Regions from separate parts of the Mus musculus genome. Here region 1 is linked to region 2. A link is a contact called in public Hi-C data. All regions are on one chromosome and are shown on one strand. The core of a region is the stretch at or near the end of the contact, and the rest is flanking DNA. Distances in the headings are between cores, read along the strand shown.

Region 1 (2,700 bases), core at 194-2,693, 410 kb before region 2:
TTTCTGTCTACAGAGACCGCACGTCTGGTGGCTTTTCTTCCTACTATGTATATAATAAACTGCCTTGCAAACAGCAGGACAAGAGTGTAAGGCAAAGTTTCATTTTGTTTTGTGGGTTTTTTTTGAGACAGGATCTCGCCATAGCCCAGGAGGGCCTCAGCCTTTAGAATACTAGGATTACAGGTGCACACAACTATGCCCAGTTCACCCAGCGCATTCCCGTTGCTACCTGTGGCCGAACTGTCTGGTGTATCACTAGCAGTGCCACAGGGCTGAGGGGTATGGTTTGGTGGAACTCCTGTGTAGTGTGTGAGGTCCCGAGTTTGATCCTTACCACCGAAAAAGAAAAGTAAAAGCCAGTCTTGGGATTTAATAAAGTCTGTGGCTGACCAGAACTGTGTAATTTCCCTCTCGGTAGTTAACACAATAGCATTTGGTGTTTCCTGCATCCCCTCAGGGCTTGCACTGAGCCGCAGTCAGGACTTGGGGTGAGCCTTTGATGTTCTTGCTTTTCTTTCGTGCCTTACTTTTTTTGACCAGCGGAAGCATCACATCTTGGGAGTACGGGAGGGGGAGGTTAGAGGGCAGCCCTCCTGAGAGGACTGCCGCCTGGTGTGGTCCTTGGCTCCTCACCACTCTGATTCACTCTTACCTTCTTCAAACATTAGGTTTCCCCAGATAGGAGTTTCTGCATCCTGTATACCAAAAATGGTTTCTAGATGTTTCTTAGGTTTTCTGTTGCACGTTTTGTGCTGTGATAAGGGAGAGATCAAATCTTATGTTCTTAATAGGAAGTTAGCTCTTCCCATCAAAGCTATGCAGTATGAGCAAGAATTCATCGGTTAATTCATCAAACATGGAGTATCCCTGAAGCCCACAAGTTCAGCAGCAGCTAAACCCGACAGGAGCCTGGTCTTTAGAAGCCTCCAGTCTAGGGGAGATGTGGGGTGAGTTTTAACTGAGGTCTGTTCATACCTATTAGCATGCTACTCCACCCCACCCCAGCATGCTTTTATTTTTGAGGAGATTTCTTACAGCCCAAGCTGGTCTTGAACTAGCAATCCTAAAGTAGCTGGGTTTATGAAGTTATAGGCACAATCTATAATGTCCAGGTAGCATGCTTTTTTTTTTTTTTTTCAAACTTACATCATTTGGTTGCAGTTGAGAACTGACTAGGGGGAAAAATCAAGCCCATGATGGAATTCAACACTGTAAGCCTAGAGTTACACTTTAAAGTGTTTAGTTTAGTTTTAAACAATTGGGGGCTGGTGTTGTGTCACACAGCTTTAAGCTATAAGTGCAAGGCCAGTCAGGACTACAGAGAGGAACTGTAAATAAAAATAAAATCAGTTAAGGATGTAGGGAAATAATAGCACAGCGGCAGGCAGAATGCCTGCCTAGCTGCAGAAAGCCCTCAGTCCAACCCCCAGCACTGCAGAAGCCAGGTGTGGTGAGCTTGTATTCCCAGCACTGGGGGGAGGGGGGGTCAGAAGTTCAAGGTCATTCTAGGCTACATAGTGAGTTTCAGGTCAGCTTGGGTTACATGAAACCCTGTCTCCAAAAGAATTATACCTGTGTAGCTCAGTGGTTGAACATTTGCCTGACGTGTACAGGGCCCTGGACTTGACCCCCAACACTGCACAGAAAAAAGAATTTTAAACAAAAAAATTTCATAGAAATGACTGAAAAGATGCAGAGGAGTTATGTGGACTGGATAGGGACAGGCAGGATATAGACAGCATCCAGGTTGGGGGGGGGGGGGTGACTGATTCCCTTCAGGATGCAGGGTAACATGCAGCTCTAAGATAGGTGACTGCTCCACCCTCCAGAGCAGAACTCAGCCAAGGCCTCTGCAGTGTGTGAAGGAGAATCCAGAGCAGAAGTGATTGGTGTTGGGGTGGGCAAACAGGATTGCTTTACAGAAGTCTACCAGCTCCACAAGACATTATTCAATCCTCCATTTAAGATAGCTGGTATATGCATTCCTGAAGCATAGAAGGAAAGTAGGGTCTTAGTGATTTCTGAGCTGTACTAGGAATATGCTTAAAAGTTGATCAGTAATTAGACTCGGGGGTCCGGGGCTTGTGGAATGGGGGAGGAGGGCTGCTAAGTTTTAGGTTACCAAGAAAAAAATGGCTCAACATGGGAGTTTGTTTACCTGCAAAGTTTGAACCCCAGATCATAAGGCATAGAACATGAGTGCATCTTACATAGCTCTGTCTGAGAAAGCAACTAAAGAAGGTTTTGATTGGCTAACTTGGGAAAGGGGTGCTTCCCCTTCCATCCTTCCTGTCAGGTGATGGGCAGTGATTGTACTTAAGAGTTTGGTTGCCCCAAACCTGCCAACTAAAATGAGTGTGTCTGTGACCTGCAGAATAGACCTGTGTTCCTACAGGAGCCAACCAGATATGTGTTCACAGGCTCCTTGAGCAGCCCTTACAACCTGGAAGACATGTGGCCTCACACTCTTAACACGGGAAGACTGAGGCTGTGCTCCTCCCTGCATCCCCTGGGCGTCCCTTCCTTCTGGCGAGACATTAGAGGGAATCTGTTGTGTTGAGTGACTCTCCCTTACATGCACCTTGCATGGGAAACCAATAGTGCATTTGTATCCAGATCTCTTCATGGCAAGCAGGGCCCGATGGCTTCAATGCCCCCCCCCCCCAAAAGCTTCAGCCCCCAGTAAAGGCTCCCTGGCTC
Region 2 (2,843 bases), core at 6-2,505:
AGTGGGTTCCTCCCCATCACAGCCGCCAGCCTTCCGAAGAAGCTGTTGTGAGAACAGCAGGCACCACGTGCTTTGAGAGCTAGGGAAGAGGGGAGGCTGGGGTGAGCTCACTATTGAGGAGGCTTTGGCTGGGAGATGTCTCAGTGGGTAAGAATGCTCGCTATGCAAGCGTGAGGCCCTGAGTTTGGGTGCCCAGGACCCACGTAAAAGGCTGGGTGTGGCTGAGCATGAACCCTCATAGATGAGGGGCAGAGACAGAAGACTCAGGACTCTGGCAAGGGAGTCGAGCTGGGTTTCAACCTCCAGGCTCAGTAAGAGAACCTGTATCAAGGAGATGAGGTGGATGGTAGGGGAGGACATTAATGGTCTCCACACACTCACCTACCTGTACAGCACACACAGGCACGCACAGATGCACACGCGCGCGCACACACACACACCCCATACATAGACACACACCACACACTATACATAGACACACACACGTGCCCACACACACCAAACATATACACCATACATATACACACACCACACATGCACCCACACAACATATATACACCATATATATATACATACCATACATACCACAAGCATACACACCACACACATTACATGCACACATACCATACACACACACTATACACAAACACACACACACACACATACACTCAGATACACAACACACACACTCACACACACTCTCCCATACACAGCACACACACCCTACATACAGAACACAGACCACACCACACATTCACACAAAGGGCTCCCTGGGGAGACAATATGTCAGGTAGGCCTGGGTTCCCGGGAGTCGTTTGCTGTGTGAGCTCAGACTAGTCCCAGCCCCTTTCTGAGATTTGGTTTCCTGCGTGGTCGAAATCTGGACGATACAAATAGAAAGGATTCCTGGGGCTTCTGCTAAAGGAGGCGCTTCGGTAAACAGCCTGATACTTTGGTAAACCACTGTCCGTGTTGGCAACTGTTCTGCCAAGAACTTGGGCAAGCTGCTGCAGCGGGCAGCCTAGGCCACGGGTCACGAGCCTCTGAGACTAGCTTATTCCAGACTTGGAGCAGAGACCAGTGCTGAACGGGCTCCTGATCCCAGAAGCTGTGCCTTCCCTCAGCTCCTGTCCAGCCTGCGGCAGCTGCCTCTACCCTACCCCACGACACAGTTGAGCATCAGGCTGACTCCATCCACCAACCAGCACAGGGAGACCACAGGGTGTGGCACGCAGTCCTCCAGCCCAGCCCCAGCCTCTGCTGCCCCCTGGTGGCTGCCTAAGAGAACTGCTTCTCCTACAGAGTTAGTGAACTGCCGCTGCTCGGGTCAGTTTGTGGAATACCTCCTCCCTCGATTTTAGGATGCGCTTAAGCAGAGGGCAGGATTCCGATGAAACCGGACGGCGCCGCTTTCCTATCGTTTTGTGCCTTGTGGCGCACCTGCGGAGGTGGATGACAAATCTGGGAGTCTCCTTCCGTGTGGGTCCTGTGGATTGAACTCAGCTGGTCGGGCTTGGAAGCCAGGGCCCCTAACTGCCCGGCAACCTCCTCAGCCCTCAGACCGGGTTTAATCAGAGGGAAGTGGGACCTTGGCAAGTCACCTCTCAGAGCCTCGGCTAGCTGTAGAACGGGATGATGAAATCAGGGTGGGAAGGATTAAGAGCCCTGAGCCTGGCGCCGAGGTTGAGCTGCAGACAACAGGAAGGCTGACTGTGGTTCCTAAGAATCACTGCCTCCGAGACCACGAGACTCCACCCCTTTGTACAACACTTCCTCTAAGTCTTATTCACTTATGTGTATGGCGTGGCTGTGTGTATGTGTGTGTAAAGGTGTGCCACTGAACAACTGTGAAAGTCAGAGGGTAACTTTCAGGAGTTTGGCCTCCCCTTCCATTCATTGTGTGTTCCAAGGACTGAACTCAGGTCATGGGGCCCACGCTCGAATATTTTAACCTGCTGTGCCCTCTGACCAGCACAACTCATTTATTCATTTATTGCTTTGTATGTGTGTGTGTGTGTGTTTTAAATTTTATATGTATGTGTGTAAAAACATGTGTGCTCAGATACCCACAAAGGAGATCTGACGTGGGTGCTGGGAACTGAACTCAGGTCCTCTGGAGAGCAGAAAGTGTCCTCAACTGCTGAGCCATCTCTCCAGCCTCCTCTTTTGTCTTTTTGAGACAGCCGAGGGTGACCTTGGAGTTCAGATCTTCTTAACAGCCCAAGTGCTGCCGGCATGCACCACCACACCTGGCTTTATTAACTGTTTTCGAGACAGGGTCTCGATGTATAGCCCAGTCTGGCCTCAACCTCTCCATCCTCCTGCTCCAGCTTGTAAGGCTGGGATTCCAGGCACACACCATTACAGGTGCTGGCACTGCCACCTTCCAGCCACACTGTTACCATGTAAGGAAACTGAGGCCCAACGGGGATGTGACAGCAGCCGTTTCATAACCCAGCCTGGAGCCCCCTGCCTCTCAAGATCCCTGGCCTTGCCCCTCATATCAGCACTGGGCCACCAGGCCCTGCCAATGACCATTCTCAGCTCAGGGGCAGCACCAGCCAACGTCTTGCAATGGCCATCCTGGTCACCCCCCTGCACCCCGCCCAAGCAGGCGCCTGTACATCCCGTTCTTCTTCATGCTCTGTGGTGAGAATTGCACAGCTCCACTTCCTCCACCCACCCATCTGTTTGTGACAGTCCCCACAGAAGGGAAAACCTGCCCGTGTCAGACCAGGGTCCCTCCTACCCGCATGTCACCCATTCCTTTTGTTCCTTCTCCCAAGAGTCATGAAACATGACCTGGGGAGGCCACTTGAGAAGGGGACCTTGGAACAGGAAAG

The links. Hi-C and Micro-C count contacts between places; a contact is called where the count stands out from the background.
Region 1: a contact with region 2 is called in a Hi-C map of embryonic stem cells, with 5 times the contacts expected there. The contact joins two enhancer-like sites. A contact is called at or near these places in 1 of 39 promoter capture datasets (pre-B cells), 1 of 484 Hi-C or Micro-C datasets (embryonic stem cells) and 1 of 115 datasets of contacts at active chromatin or transcription factors (embryonic stem cells).

What each region holds. Positions count from the first base shown.
Region 1 is chr4:141,677,989-141,680,688 of GRCm38.p6, reverse strand. No RefSeq gene overlaps it. Among named protein-coding and RNA genes, the nearest start is that of Rsc1a1, 6.4 kb to the left of the region's middle. Within about 2 kb of position 1,443, at least 6 of the 459 cell types and tissues checked have an H3K27ac peak or open chromatin away from gene starts, as enhancers often do. A contact at or near this core is called in embryonic stem cells, where this site is marked.
Region 2 is chr4:141,271,848-141,274,690 of GRCm38.p6, reverse strand. No RefSeq gene overlaps it. Among named protein-coding and RNA genes, the nearest start is that of Gm13056, 5.2 kb to the left of the region's middle. Within about 2 kb of position 1,255, at least 167 of the 459 cell types and tissues checked have an H3K27ac peak or open chromatin away from gene starts, as enhancers often do. A contact at or near this core is called in embryonic stem cells, where this site is marked.